2 separate regions of the Arachis hypogaea genome follow, and region 2 is linked to region 1. The links are chromatin contacts, called in public Hi-C maps. All regions are on one chromosome and are shown on one strand. The core of a region is the stretch at or near the end of the contact, and the rest is flanking DNA. Distances in the headings are between cores, read along the strand shown.

Evidence for each region. A called contact is a pair of places that touch in the nucleus more often than the background predicts.
Region 2: a contact with region 1 is called in a Hi-C map of leaf, with 2.8 times the contacts expected there. The contact joins the promoter of LOC112782840 here to the promoter of LOC112785154 in region 1. A contact is called at or near these places in 2 of 8 Hi-C or Micro-C datasets (both in leaf).

Annotation. Positions count from the first base shown.
Region 1 is chr20:24,989,437-24,995,864 of arahy.Tifrunner.gnm2.J5K5, reverse strand. LOC112785154 (BTB/POZ domain-containing protein At3g56230) reads right to left here and starts at 3,888. Exons shown (of 3, transcript XM_025828597.3): 1 at 3,537-3,888; 2 at 3,265-3,441; 3 at 2,132-2,620. The coding sequence starts at 3,566. The coding sequence ends at 2,174.
Region 2 is chr20:25,179,838-25,186,265 of arahy.Tifrunner.gnm2.J5K5, reverse strand. LOC112782840 (carbamoyl phosphate synthase small chain, chloroplastic) reads right to left here and starts at 2,644. Exons shown (of 11, transcript XM_025825466.3): 1 at 2,190-2,644.

The DNA of each region.
Region 1 (6,428 bases), core at 2,639-5,138:
CAAATCCTCTTTTCTAAAAACTTTCTTTCCAGCTGTCCAGGTGCTTTGGCGAGATAAAAGAAAAAAAAAAGGGGTTGGCGAGTTGGAGAACCCGTCGGGCCAGTTCTTGAAAACTTGAATCTGACTTATAAATGGGTTGGATCGGAACAATTATTATTTAAATAATTAATATAAATTATTAGTTAAATAAAGATATAACTATTTAATGTAATTAATTATTATAATTATTAATAAACTAAATATGATTTAATTATTTAATATAATTATTTAAATAATTAAATCATGTTTAATTTATTAATAATTATAATAATTAATTATATATGTAAATTGTAATATATATATATATATATATATATATATATATATATATATATATAAAGTTAATACATGTCTAAATATTATTGGTTTTTATTCAAAGAGAATAAGTCTCTCTTAGTAGGTTTCTACAACTTTAAAAGATGTGAAAGAACTCTTTTCTCTTTCACTCCAAATGCTAAAGTCTTCCATTCACACAGTAAATTAAATGGAGCTCCAATTTTAATTACCGTTGGAGTTGCTCTAAATATTCAATTTGCTCGAATTCAACTTAAGCGGGTTGACAAGTCCAATCAATCCGTAGCAAGTAGGGTTGGTTGTGAAACAGACAGTGTTGTAAGTAAAATAGACTATTTTTATTTTATTCTCACAAGGTTCGTTGTTCTCCTTTGGGATAAGTATGATTTTGGTCCCTAACGTAGAGGTCAAAAATCGATTTCGTCCCCAACCTTTTTTTCGCTCCAAAATGATACCTAAGGTTTCAGTTTATTTTAAAATCGTCCTTTAGACAAAAATACCATTCTCCCTTCACCCCAAAATCAACCAAAAATCAACCACCATCACCACCACCAGAACAGAAGCCACCACCACCACCAGTATCATCATGGTCATCATCATCATCAGAACTTTCTCCAAAATCAACCAAGAAGCCCAAGTTGAACAAGAACCCACCACCACCACCACCATTATCATCATGGTCATCATCATCATCATCATCATCATCATCATCATCATGAGAAGAACAACAAAACTCAAAACAGAACCACCACCACCCCCACCATCATCATCAACACCAGAACCCTCCACCACCCCCACCTCAGAAAATCGGAACTAAAAAAATCAGACCAATCAAAACTCAGAACCATCAACAAAATTCAAAACTAAAATTCTTTCTCTTTTATTCTTGCTCTGCTTCTTCATCTTCTTTTAAAAAAATTCAAGCAACATACACTTTGAACAATAATCAACAAATTCAGTAACAACAATATTTAAGAAAAATTTCAAAAATTCTACAAAAAATCCAGTTCACAAGAGAAGAAGAAGAAGCGGCGAGCGGTGAGAGCGAGGAGGAAGAGCAGTGTCAAAGAAGAAGCGCCCGGTGAGGGTGAGGAGGAGGAGCAGTGGCGGATCACAGGCAGCAGGGCGGCGGTGCGACGGTGCGGTGGTGCGGCGATATGGCGGTGCGGAGAAGAAGAAGAAGAAGAAGAAGAAGAAGAAGAAGCGGCGGCCAGTGAGGGTGAGGAGGAGGAGCAGTGGCGGATCACAGGCGGCAGGGCGGCGGTGCGACGGTGCGGTGGTGCGGTGGTGCGGCGGTATGGCGGTGCGACAGTGCGCCTTCCCTTCCCTCCCCCCTCCCCCCAATCTCGCGCCCCAACCCTCCCCCCCTCCCCTTCTTTCTTTCTTTCTTTCTTTCTCTGTATCCCTTTCTTTGCTTTCTTTTTTATTTTTTTATATTTATTTTATTTTATAATCTTTTTAATGAGGGGTAGTTTAGTAATAAAAAAATAAAATTGGTAAAATGGATAATTTTAAAACAAACTGAAACCTTAGGAACCATTTTTTTAGCGAAAAAAAGGCCGGAGACGAAATCGATTTTTGGTCTCTACGTTCGGAACCAAAATCATACTTATCCCTACTCCTTTTGATGAACTTCATGAAAAACGTGAAATAAAATGTCTTAATTTTTTTTTTTTTGGAGTTAAAATTTTTTTATTTTATTTTGGAAAAAATGCCAGCTTTTAACTCTATTATTTGTAAAAGTATATATACAATTGAATAGCTACTTTATTACTAGAAATTAAAGAGAAAAGGCAAATTAATAAACACTTTAGTTAACGTAAATGAAGAGCAAACATAATTATTTGGAGCCATTTGCAAAAGCCCTTGAAACCAATTGCACAGTTAAATGTGGATTCCTATGGACAAAAGCTTCAAACCTAGGCGATGACACAACATGCTCAATGTTCTTAACTAAGAAAACCAACGTTGTCTCCTTCAAATTGTGACTGGAACACACGTCGGCGATCTCAAGCGTCTCGAGTGCATTGGAAGTGTGGAGTGAACTCAGCAAATACCTCTCGCAGTGCCTTAACAAATGTGGGATGGCGTACTTATCGGCGGCGCGCGATAAGGCGTAGACATCCTTTGCGATTGTTTCTTCAGGTAGTGTGCCGCTGTAGAGGAACTCTAGTAGAGATGATAGCTCTTCATGGTTCAGGTCTGGTATGGTTATGGTTTGGTTATTGGGTGCTGCTTTGCATTCATCACACTCAAGCATGTTCTTAAAGATTTCTGATCTTGTTGCCTATATCATTACAATTCCACATAACAAAGTTTGTTATTACTAATATTTAAGAGCGAGCTTCGTTATTAGTTAGTTGGATAATAATTTTTCGGTCAATATGTATATATTTTTACTAGAATTAACTATTTATCGATTAATATCACCCAAGTGTCTTTTTGAAATTTTATTTTTAATTCATATTAACATTTAAATCAATATTTGAAAGTTGGCTATAAAAATTTTGAATTCTTATATTTTCTTCATATATTTTTTGTTAATCTATATGCAGATTTTGTGTAATGTAGATTCAAATGATGCTGAAATTCATATATATTCAGAAATTCATAAATTATAAAAAATTTGGCGTGTTAATTAACATCTCACTAAAAAATGTTAGGTCTCTAGAATTTCTTTTAATGTCAAACTATAAAGTAAATCTTCAATTAAATCTTTTATAAGGTAAAATTGTTCTTCTATATTAAAAAATGACAATTACACTTTTTTTTTTTATTGTTTTGAAAGGAGTGTGTGATCAATCTTTTATAAAACTTACAAATTTCTAATAAAGAAAATGATGTTAATACTTAAGAAGTAACTTGAGCAAGAAGGAAAGCATGAATGGTGGCATTAAACAGGGAAAAGAAAACAGAGAGAAGCGAACTGACCAATACAGACTTATGTGCAGGTATTGGAAGACCATGGCCACCTGGGCTAACAAGTATATCGGTGTGAATTTGTTCTTTGAAGGCAGCAACAATGCCTCTAAGAAAACCCAAATCCTCCTTTTGTTGATTCAAAATATCTATCTGCTCTGACCACCATCTAATACAATCATCCAATGTCTGTGCAACAAAAACAAATTAAATGAGTAATTAATTACAAGTAATGAAATTATATATAAAATAATATGAAGTAAATTAATTAGAGCTTGCCTTACTGGAATTTCGCCTTGAAGCCAGAGAGCCATTATTATTGTTATTGGGATTAGTGTTTTGTTTTGTTTTCTCAGTTTCGAGATTGTTGATCATGTTGATTATGGTCCTTGCTCCTTCATAACAAGCCCCACATATTGAGTTCCTCGGTGGCCTTAATATCAATGGCATGCTTGTGCATACACAACAATCCATATCTATCTTCCTTCTCTTCAATTCAATTCAATAATAAAGATAATATAGCTAAAGAAATGAAGAAGAAAGAGGAGAAAGAGGGGGATATGTTTGGTTCTTCAGAACATTGGGGGGGCCTATATATATAAATGGTTTCCATCTTATGTTCAACTAATTTAACATAGGATAATAATCCTTTTATGCATATATCATCATGCACAATAATGTACAATAATATTAATCTTTTTTCTATATAATAATAATAATTGGATACATAGTTACTAGTCAACTATTGCTTTAAAGCCAAATAAAAATATATTTACAAGAACTCTAATGATCAAGTCAATTCGAGGTCTAAGAAATACAAAAATTACAGTTAGAGTCCTTAATTACTAATTAGATTAGATATATATTTTTAGGCTCAATTTGGGTGCTGCGGGTGTAACAACAACAATAATAAGAGTTAGGTATAATTTTGGTCTTTAAGATATAAGTTAAAAATTTTTTGTCTTTAATTTTTTTTTGCAAACAAAATCGTCCTTAAAATTTAAAATTAAGTTTTAAAATAATCATTTTTACTTAAATATTAAAATTTTGGACCAAATTACCTATAACAAAAATAATTACAAAAGAAAAAAAATAAGAGAAAGAGAGTATTTTCGCTCCTGTACAAAGAGAAAGAGAAGAAGAAAAAGAAACTGTTCATGATCCACCTCTGTCTTCGCTTCCGCCGCTACTTTCGTACGATTTTGGTCCTTAAGGTAAGAACGATTTTAAAACCCAATTAAACTTGAGGAATGATTTTATATACAAAAAAGGGTTAGAAACGAAAAAAATTTTCAGCTTATACGCTAGGAATAATAATAATAATAATAATAATAATAATAATAATAATAATAATAATAATAATAAGCATGTGGTAAGAGACAGTGCGTTGAGAATGAGATAGGCTGCTATAGTTTGGTGGGATATCTTTTTAGAGTATAGTGCTTAATATAAAGAACTTAACAAACAAAAGGAACAAGGGGAAGTTAGGATTGAGAAGACGACTTTCCAACCATACAACAGCAAAAATGAGCATGCAAAAGAGAATCCTTGTAACCACTTTTTGGTATTTTATACTATATCATTAACTATTAATATATGGAGGTTAAATTATTAATTAATTAATTAATGTCCAAAAACGAAATAATTTTTTTTAATGGCCAGCCTGGAAATGTAAAAGTACAAGGCGCAATTGGACTTCTGGTAGCATATGATTATATGGCAAATCATGATGACTACTAATACTTGATATAATTATTATTTGGTACAACAACAGCACCAAATTAAAGAAGAATAGAACATAACGTCGAACAAAAAATAAGTCAGGTAACTAACTCAAACTGATTTATTTCTTTATTGGCTTCATTGAAACTCATTCTTAATTTTCAAAGTTGCACATCAATCAGTTTGAATATCAAAGTCAATATATATGAAGTTACCGATTGAGGTTAGATGTTTATAAATATATGTTTAATTAAAAAAGTATAAAAAAGCATGTTAAAGAAAGAAATCATACTTTTGAAGGATTTTCTTAAAAAGAAATATTCAGCTGAAAAATTGTGCACCAAATTTGTTGGCTAAATGAGGTTACACATTGTGTGAACAACCTTCTCAAAAAATGCGGACAATATCATTAACAAACAAGCCAATAATTTTGACACGTTGTAGGCTACTTGCTATTTCAAGATTTATAGGGTTACCTTTGTTTACAGAGAAATAGGACATTGAAATAGGACATTGAAATAGAGACACAAAGACACAAAATTGTATTTAACAGAAGAAACATGAATAGTAATAATGTATTCAAAGATACTGAATTAGTATATTTTGTATCCATCAACTTATTTTTTATTTTTTTATTATTCTTGTTAATTTTTTATTATTATATTTTTTGTTTCAAATTTTTTGAATGAAAAAAATGAGAATAAATTAAATTTTTATAATTTGTTTTAGTTTAACACCAAACAGAATATAAAAATACAAAATTTTATATTTCTGTCTTTTATATATTATTTTTAGTGTCTTATCTTGCTCTATTCTCAGAAACAAATACAGCCTAACATCCAAAATTTAGTGTTAAATATATTATTCGGATGGACGAAGGGATGTAGAATTTTTTATTGAAGATCTAACATGAGCTACTACTCTATATATGAATTGAAAGCTCTCACGATAAACGAAATATCCCATAATCTTTCCATAGCAGCACTAAAGTAAGAAATTCTACTTAGGGTCCAGGGTAGAGTCAAGCTAGTAGTGTTAGCTAACTCGAAAAAGAAAGTAGGTGGGGGCTATAGGCCTATGTACCCGGACTTCTCTTCTTGATCTTCCCTGGATTCAGAAGTAGACTAAGCTTGCTTGATTCCGGGCATCTTAAGATAAAAGGCGAGAATAGCCCAGATGAAAAGACTGGAAGGATAAATGATAGGAAGCTCAATCACACTCGATCCCCGGTTCTTTTTTGGGTTATGTTTTTTTTTTTTTTTAATTTAGATATTTTTTTATTAGACGCATGAATCATTTTATGAGAATTTTTGATAAAAGATGATGAAAAATATTTAGTGTGACATAATTTGTATGACTTAATTTTCATCTTAAGTGAATAATAACTATTTGATTGAGACCGTTTAGTTCCTACATAATGATGTTCCAATTAAATAGTTATCATCTCTATAATA
Region 2 (6,428 bases), core at 1,395-3,894, 190 kb before region 1:
GCCATCAATCATCAAAATACCCAAATAATAATCTAAGATCAAACAGCAACCCAATGACAAGAAGTCAAGAACAATGAATTAGTCAAGAATAATGAATTACATTGATTGATACTATCATCTAGCCAATAACAAAATTTAGTTAACAACAACCAATGACAAACAACAATAATAAGATCAAAATTAAGAACAACAATCCACAACAAAAACAATTTACCAAATTAACAAATTATCAAAATGTCAAGAACAGCACAACATCCCAACAATCACAAGTTATCAAATTAACAAGTGAATAAGATCAAGATAACAAAACAAGTTAACAAAAACAAGTTAATCCACAATTGAAACAAGAACTGGAACTGCAACCTACTAATTAAAACAACCAGCTAAAATAAAAACTGCAACCTCCATCCAGTCATCCTTTCAAAGCATATATGGTTCTGTGCAATTATCCCCAATTTAACCAAATGCCCAACTAAGTGATTTTGCTGCACCAAAAAAAACTAAGCAAGATCTTCAATGAATAAATTAAATCATACTGATCTAACCAAGCAAAGGAGGGAAGGAACGTCTCTGAATCTGAACAACAAATGAACAAAAGAAAAAGCAAGAAAACAACCATTACTTTTGGTATTTTATATTTGGTTGTTTTTTTTTTTTTTTGGTTATTTGACTTTTGAGTTTATATTTGAATGATATTATAACATTGTGGTTGATCTAATACTTTTATTTTGGATGATATTTTAAAATTTATATTAGATTACAATTATGTTTTAATGTGTTTATTTATATTTTATTTATTATTTTATTATAAAACAGTTATTTCGGTTGAACCATCGGTTGAACTAATTGAAGCAATAAACTAGTGAACCAATAACTAGAACGGTTTGATGACTGGTTAGGTTTTCAGAACCTTGGATATCACAAAGATTAAAGAGCTCCAACTGAATTTAATCAAACTTAATTAGAAGCTGTGTTTTCACCTCATAAAGAGAGGCAAAAATCCAAGGTTCTGAGAACCGGACCAGTTATCGAACCGCTCTAGTCACTGGTTCACTAGTCTAATCGGTCCAACCTTGGTTCAACCAGAAAATCGTTTTAGAATAAAATAATAAATAAATTATAAATAAACATCCTAAAATAGAATTATAGTCTAAATATAAATCTTAAAATATCTTCCAAATTTAAAATACTACATGAAATGTTATCTTCCAAATTAATAATTTACAAATTTGTTATCAAACTTTACATCAAGTGTATTCCAAAAGATCACTGACTTCAATACTAAAGAATGATATTAGAGGCTAAAAAAACATCATAAATACAGTTTCATACCCTCTAATATATGCATGCATTATTGCATTTACGCAGTTTTCCTATCATCTTTGTTTCTTTTCATTATGGCAGTCATTTCTTTTTGCTTGTTATTTGTGATTTGTCAGAGAACTCAAGTTACAAGTGTATTGAATACATTAATATAACTAGGGGTGGTAAAGCTGGGTTTCTCATTGTCAAATAGATATGACAACTCGAACTGGAGAGGAAAGCATATATATATATATAATACACAATATTTTATTATTAAATCAGAGCAGCAGCAGCACAGCAGAGCCAAATATCAAATAATCATTCAACAAATAATCATCTGTAATTGAAATCAATAAATCAACATCACAGTAAAAAACAGCAGCTCTCATTAACACAATCAAAAACACCGGCCGCACAACAGAACCAGAAATCAAATAAATCATCAACAAAAATTCAAAAACAGCCACAAATAATCAACAAAAACCATGAAATCAATAAATCATCAGCAAAAATTCAAAAACAACAGAGCCACAAATTCAAAAACAGCAGCAGCAGCACAGCAAAGCCATTTTTTATCAATAATTTCAACGAAAACACAAAACCCCTGTAATCTTATTCATTATTTCAATTTCAGAAACAGAGTTAATCAACTATGAACAAGCAAGAATGAGAGTATCAATTAATCATCAAGCAGTAAGCCAGTGACAGAGTTAATCAACCAAGAACAAGCCAGTAATTGACTTAAAATTCATTATCAAGCAGTGAACAAAGCCAATCAACCAAGAACAAGCCAGTAACAGAGTTAAAATTCATTATCAACCAGTGAGCAAAGCCAATCATCCAAGAACAAGAGCTGAACAATTCTAGTGCATCCGAGGCATTACCTTCGGCGAGGGCAGGGAGCGGAGATTTGACGGAGATCGACGGACGACAGGAAGCTGGCAACGAACACTGGCGAGCTGGCGACAGACGACGGGAGCTGGCGAGCTGACGAACCCGACGAACAGACGACGAGCGAAGAGCTGCGGAACAGGACCTGGAGACGCTGGCGACGCGAGGAGGGCCTTCGAGCACGACGAACCAGGAGGATTGGCAAACGACCACCACGAACCAAGCGGCGACGGTGAGACGAGCGGTGGCGCTATGGAGGCTAGGGTTTTCAAGGAAGACTTGGATGGAACTATGGAGGTTAGTGGGTGGACGGAGCAAGTGATGCGATTCTGAGGGAGTGAGGAAGGACTCAGGAGCTCGAGAGGAAGGAAATGCTGCTGAAAGTGGCTGAATGCGAAGAGGAGGCTAGGGTTAGTGGGTTACCGTTTCTCCTTCCTTTTTTTTCTTTTTAAGAACGAAACGGCGTCGTTTCTATTCAAAAGGTGAAAACTGGTCGTACTGCGGTTCGGTTCGACCGACCAATTTTCAGCCGGTTCGACTGTTCAAAAATGGTTTCTAAATTCGGCGATTATAATTTCTAATCGAACCGTAATTCTTGTCCTCCCGGTTTTCATAACCTGAACTAACCTATCAATAGAAATTTTAAAATTGAACTCATCCATATTCTTAACAAATTAGTCAATAATATTCAATAAGAATAAATTTCTACCTCAAAGTCATAACTCTAACCAAGTCCAACCAAATATTTTAAATTCACGCGCGCTCACTGTCGTCGCTTCTATTTTAAATTCACGCGCGCATATTCATTGTCGTCGCTTCGCGCATGCAGGTTTTTCTTCTTCCCGATGTTGCTTATTCTTCTTTTCCATTTTTGTTATCTTTCTCTTTTATTATCGTCATCACTAACAACACCAACATTTTGCTAACATCTTTATTGGTTCTGATTTTCTCTAGTCTCATTATTAAATAATTTCGGTTCATTTTTTAGTTTATTTGAGGTTCATTTGGATCCAGAAATGAATTGGATGTGTTTTTGTCGATGATTGAGTCTTTTGATTGCTTGTTCAAAGCTAAACTAATTTCGATTCATTTGTGTGTTAATTGAGGTTCACTTGATACTGCTGATAAGTATTGACCAAATTTTTTATTCCTTAAGAAATTTCGGTTCATTTCTTGGTTTAACTTAGGTTCATTTAGTTTCGTCTCACTTGAATTTGTTGAACTTGTTCATGTGTGGTTGTTTAGTTAGTTTTTGTTCAAATCTAAACTAATTTTGGTTCATTTGTGAATTACCTGAGGTTCGCTTGATGCTGCTGTTAAGTATTGATTAAATTTTTTATTCCTTAAGAAATGTCGGTTCATTTCTTAATTTAATTTAGGTTCATTTGGTTTTGTTTCGCTTGAATTTGCTGAACTTGTTCATGTGTGGTTGTTTAGTTAGTTTTTTTTCAAATATGAACTAATTTCGGTTAATTTATGAATTAACTGAGGTTCACTTGATGCTGCTATTAAGTATTGACCAAATTTTTTATTCCTTAAAAAATTTCGGTTCATTTCTTAGTTTAATTTAGGTTTATTTGGTTTCGTTTGGCTTGAATTTCTCATCCTCATCTTCCGCTTCATTTTCTTCTTTTTCATCTTTTTTTCTTCAGCTTATCCTTCTTATTTCATTTTCTCAAAATTTTTCTTGATTTACTCTCTTGAGAGAAATAAAACCAAGAAGAAAGAACGCAAAGAAGTAGGAGGAGAAACACGAAGAAGAAGGAAGATGAATGCAAAAAAGGAGGAGGAGAAACGCAAAGAAGTAGAAGAAGGAGGAGGAGGAGGAGGAGGAGAGAAATGCGAGAATGTTTACGTAGTTAGAGCGTGTATTCACTCTCCACTAATGAAATTGATTTTTGTTGGGTTTTGGCTAACTTAGTTGGATTTGATTGCCAAAAAAATTTAGATGTATAGCAGTTTGCAGCCTTGCCGACATTATATAGCTACGTAGACCGTAGAGAGAGAATAGATAGCACCAGCCACATTGAAGAGGTGGGATGATGCAGGACAAAAAACGGGCTGTCGTTCTCGTCTATCGACAGGTAAGTGAATAGAGATTGGGTTGTGGCCCATACTTATCAATACCGAACCGATAATGAACAGATCATACGACTGAACACCGATCACTAATTCAATCGATAGATTACGGATTCATTCAATTAATTCGATAATAATTAAATAAAAATATAAAATTATAAAAAAAATTAAAAGTGAAATTCTTGAAAATCAATCACTTTTAGTATTTTTGGCAATCATTTAACCAGTATAAACACTAAATTATCTTTAACAAATAAATTTCATTAATTTATGTGTGCAAACTATAAAAAAATGTGAGTACAAACTATATTAATTGTTCTGATAAATATAAGTACAAATTATATACTTTTTGTATGCAAAATTCTTATAAATATGAGTAAAAATTATTGTCAAATACTGACAAAAAATAATAATATTTACTTATTATATAGTATTACTCAAATTAAAATACATATTTTCGCATATATATTAATAACCATCAAGAATCAAAAGTTAAAATACTTGTAGATGATAAAAATCTAACAATTTCTCTGTGAATAAACAAAAAATCTGAATCACAAATTATTATGTCAATAAGATTCACCTCCTTGTTTTAGGTGGAAATGGAGAAGAGAGCAAATTGCAGGCATAACCGCAAATAGAACCACGGATCAAGCATTTTGTATTCTGGCTAATCCTAATATATACATAAAAAGTGTAGACTTCCTATTTCATTCAGAATTTATATAAATCAGTATACATTACTTATTCTTTATTTCCATAAATTATTGTAAGTTCTTGCTACAAGTTTTTATGCATGCAAACATTACGGCAACTCTTTTGAACATTCATTGATTTAGTTTATTTTTTGTTCTTGCTTTCTTATAGTGAGATCATTATTTTTATTATATTAATTACATGGATCTCTTCAAGTAGGGAAGATTTAAATAAAGATGTGATAACGGTTGATCTGTCAAAACCAAGCGATTGGAGGTTAAACTGAAAAAAGTATTCCAACTCAGGTAAAATTTTCACATGCCACTTTAAGATTAACGATATCAAAACATCTTTTTTATTATAAGTCATCAAGCCAATAATGTAAAACATTAACCAAGTTGGATTTAGTGGTTAGTTTATTAATTCTTTTAAATAAGTATTAGGATTCGAATTTTATTTTGTATATGCAGTAATTTATTGACCATCAGCAAAATCTTATATTTTGTTTGGATGGAAGATGAAAAATGAGAGGAAAAGTTGATTTTTTTTATATTGTTTGGATGAAGAGAAAATAGATGGAAAGAAAATAAGAAAAAAATTTTCTTTTATTTGGGTAGAAAGAAAAGTAAGAAGAGGGAAAATCATAACCAAGTGAAATTACATTAATACTCTTCCCTATATTATATATAAATAATAATATACCAATGTATTTTTACCATTGTTTATACGAAGGGTAAATTTGTATTTTTACCATTATTTATACTTTTTTCTATCAGTTTTCATCTCATGTCCGAGAAAAAAAGTTTTCGATGGCCTCCGTACCATTTTATTGTTTTTCTCCCAATTTTCTATCCTGATCCAAACAGAGGAAAAGTTAATTTTTCATCCATTTTCCATCCTTACATTTTTTTTTTACTTAATTTTCTTTAAACCAAACAATGCGTTAAATAGAGCTTCAATCACGTTAAATTAATCATTAATATGTCGGATTAGAGAATACTGTAAAAAACCAAAGATAATGTAAAATATTATCCAAGTAAACCGCAATAGGAGTGATGCCTCTCATCGTTTTCTATCTCTAAATTAATCCACAAACCGCGATAACATAGTATTTTTCTTTTTGTATTTTTTTGTCCATAAACTGCGATGCATTGTAATAGTTTTAGTCAATTTCTGTTCAAACGTAATCCGCAATGACATATAACGATTATGTAGGATCCAAATGTAACTAATTTTCAGTTGTTGTATTTGAATAATTTTAAATGCTATTTTATTTAAATGTATAATTTATCAATAATTTTATATAGAAGTTTAAAATAAAATGTATATTTAATTAGCTTATTTTAATACCACTTTGATCTCTTTTTTTCTAATATAATTTTTATAATTTTTTAAAAATAAAATTTACTCAACAAACAAGATATATAATATTAAAATTTAGATTCTTGATATGAATT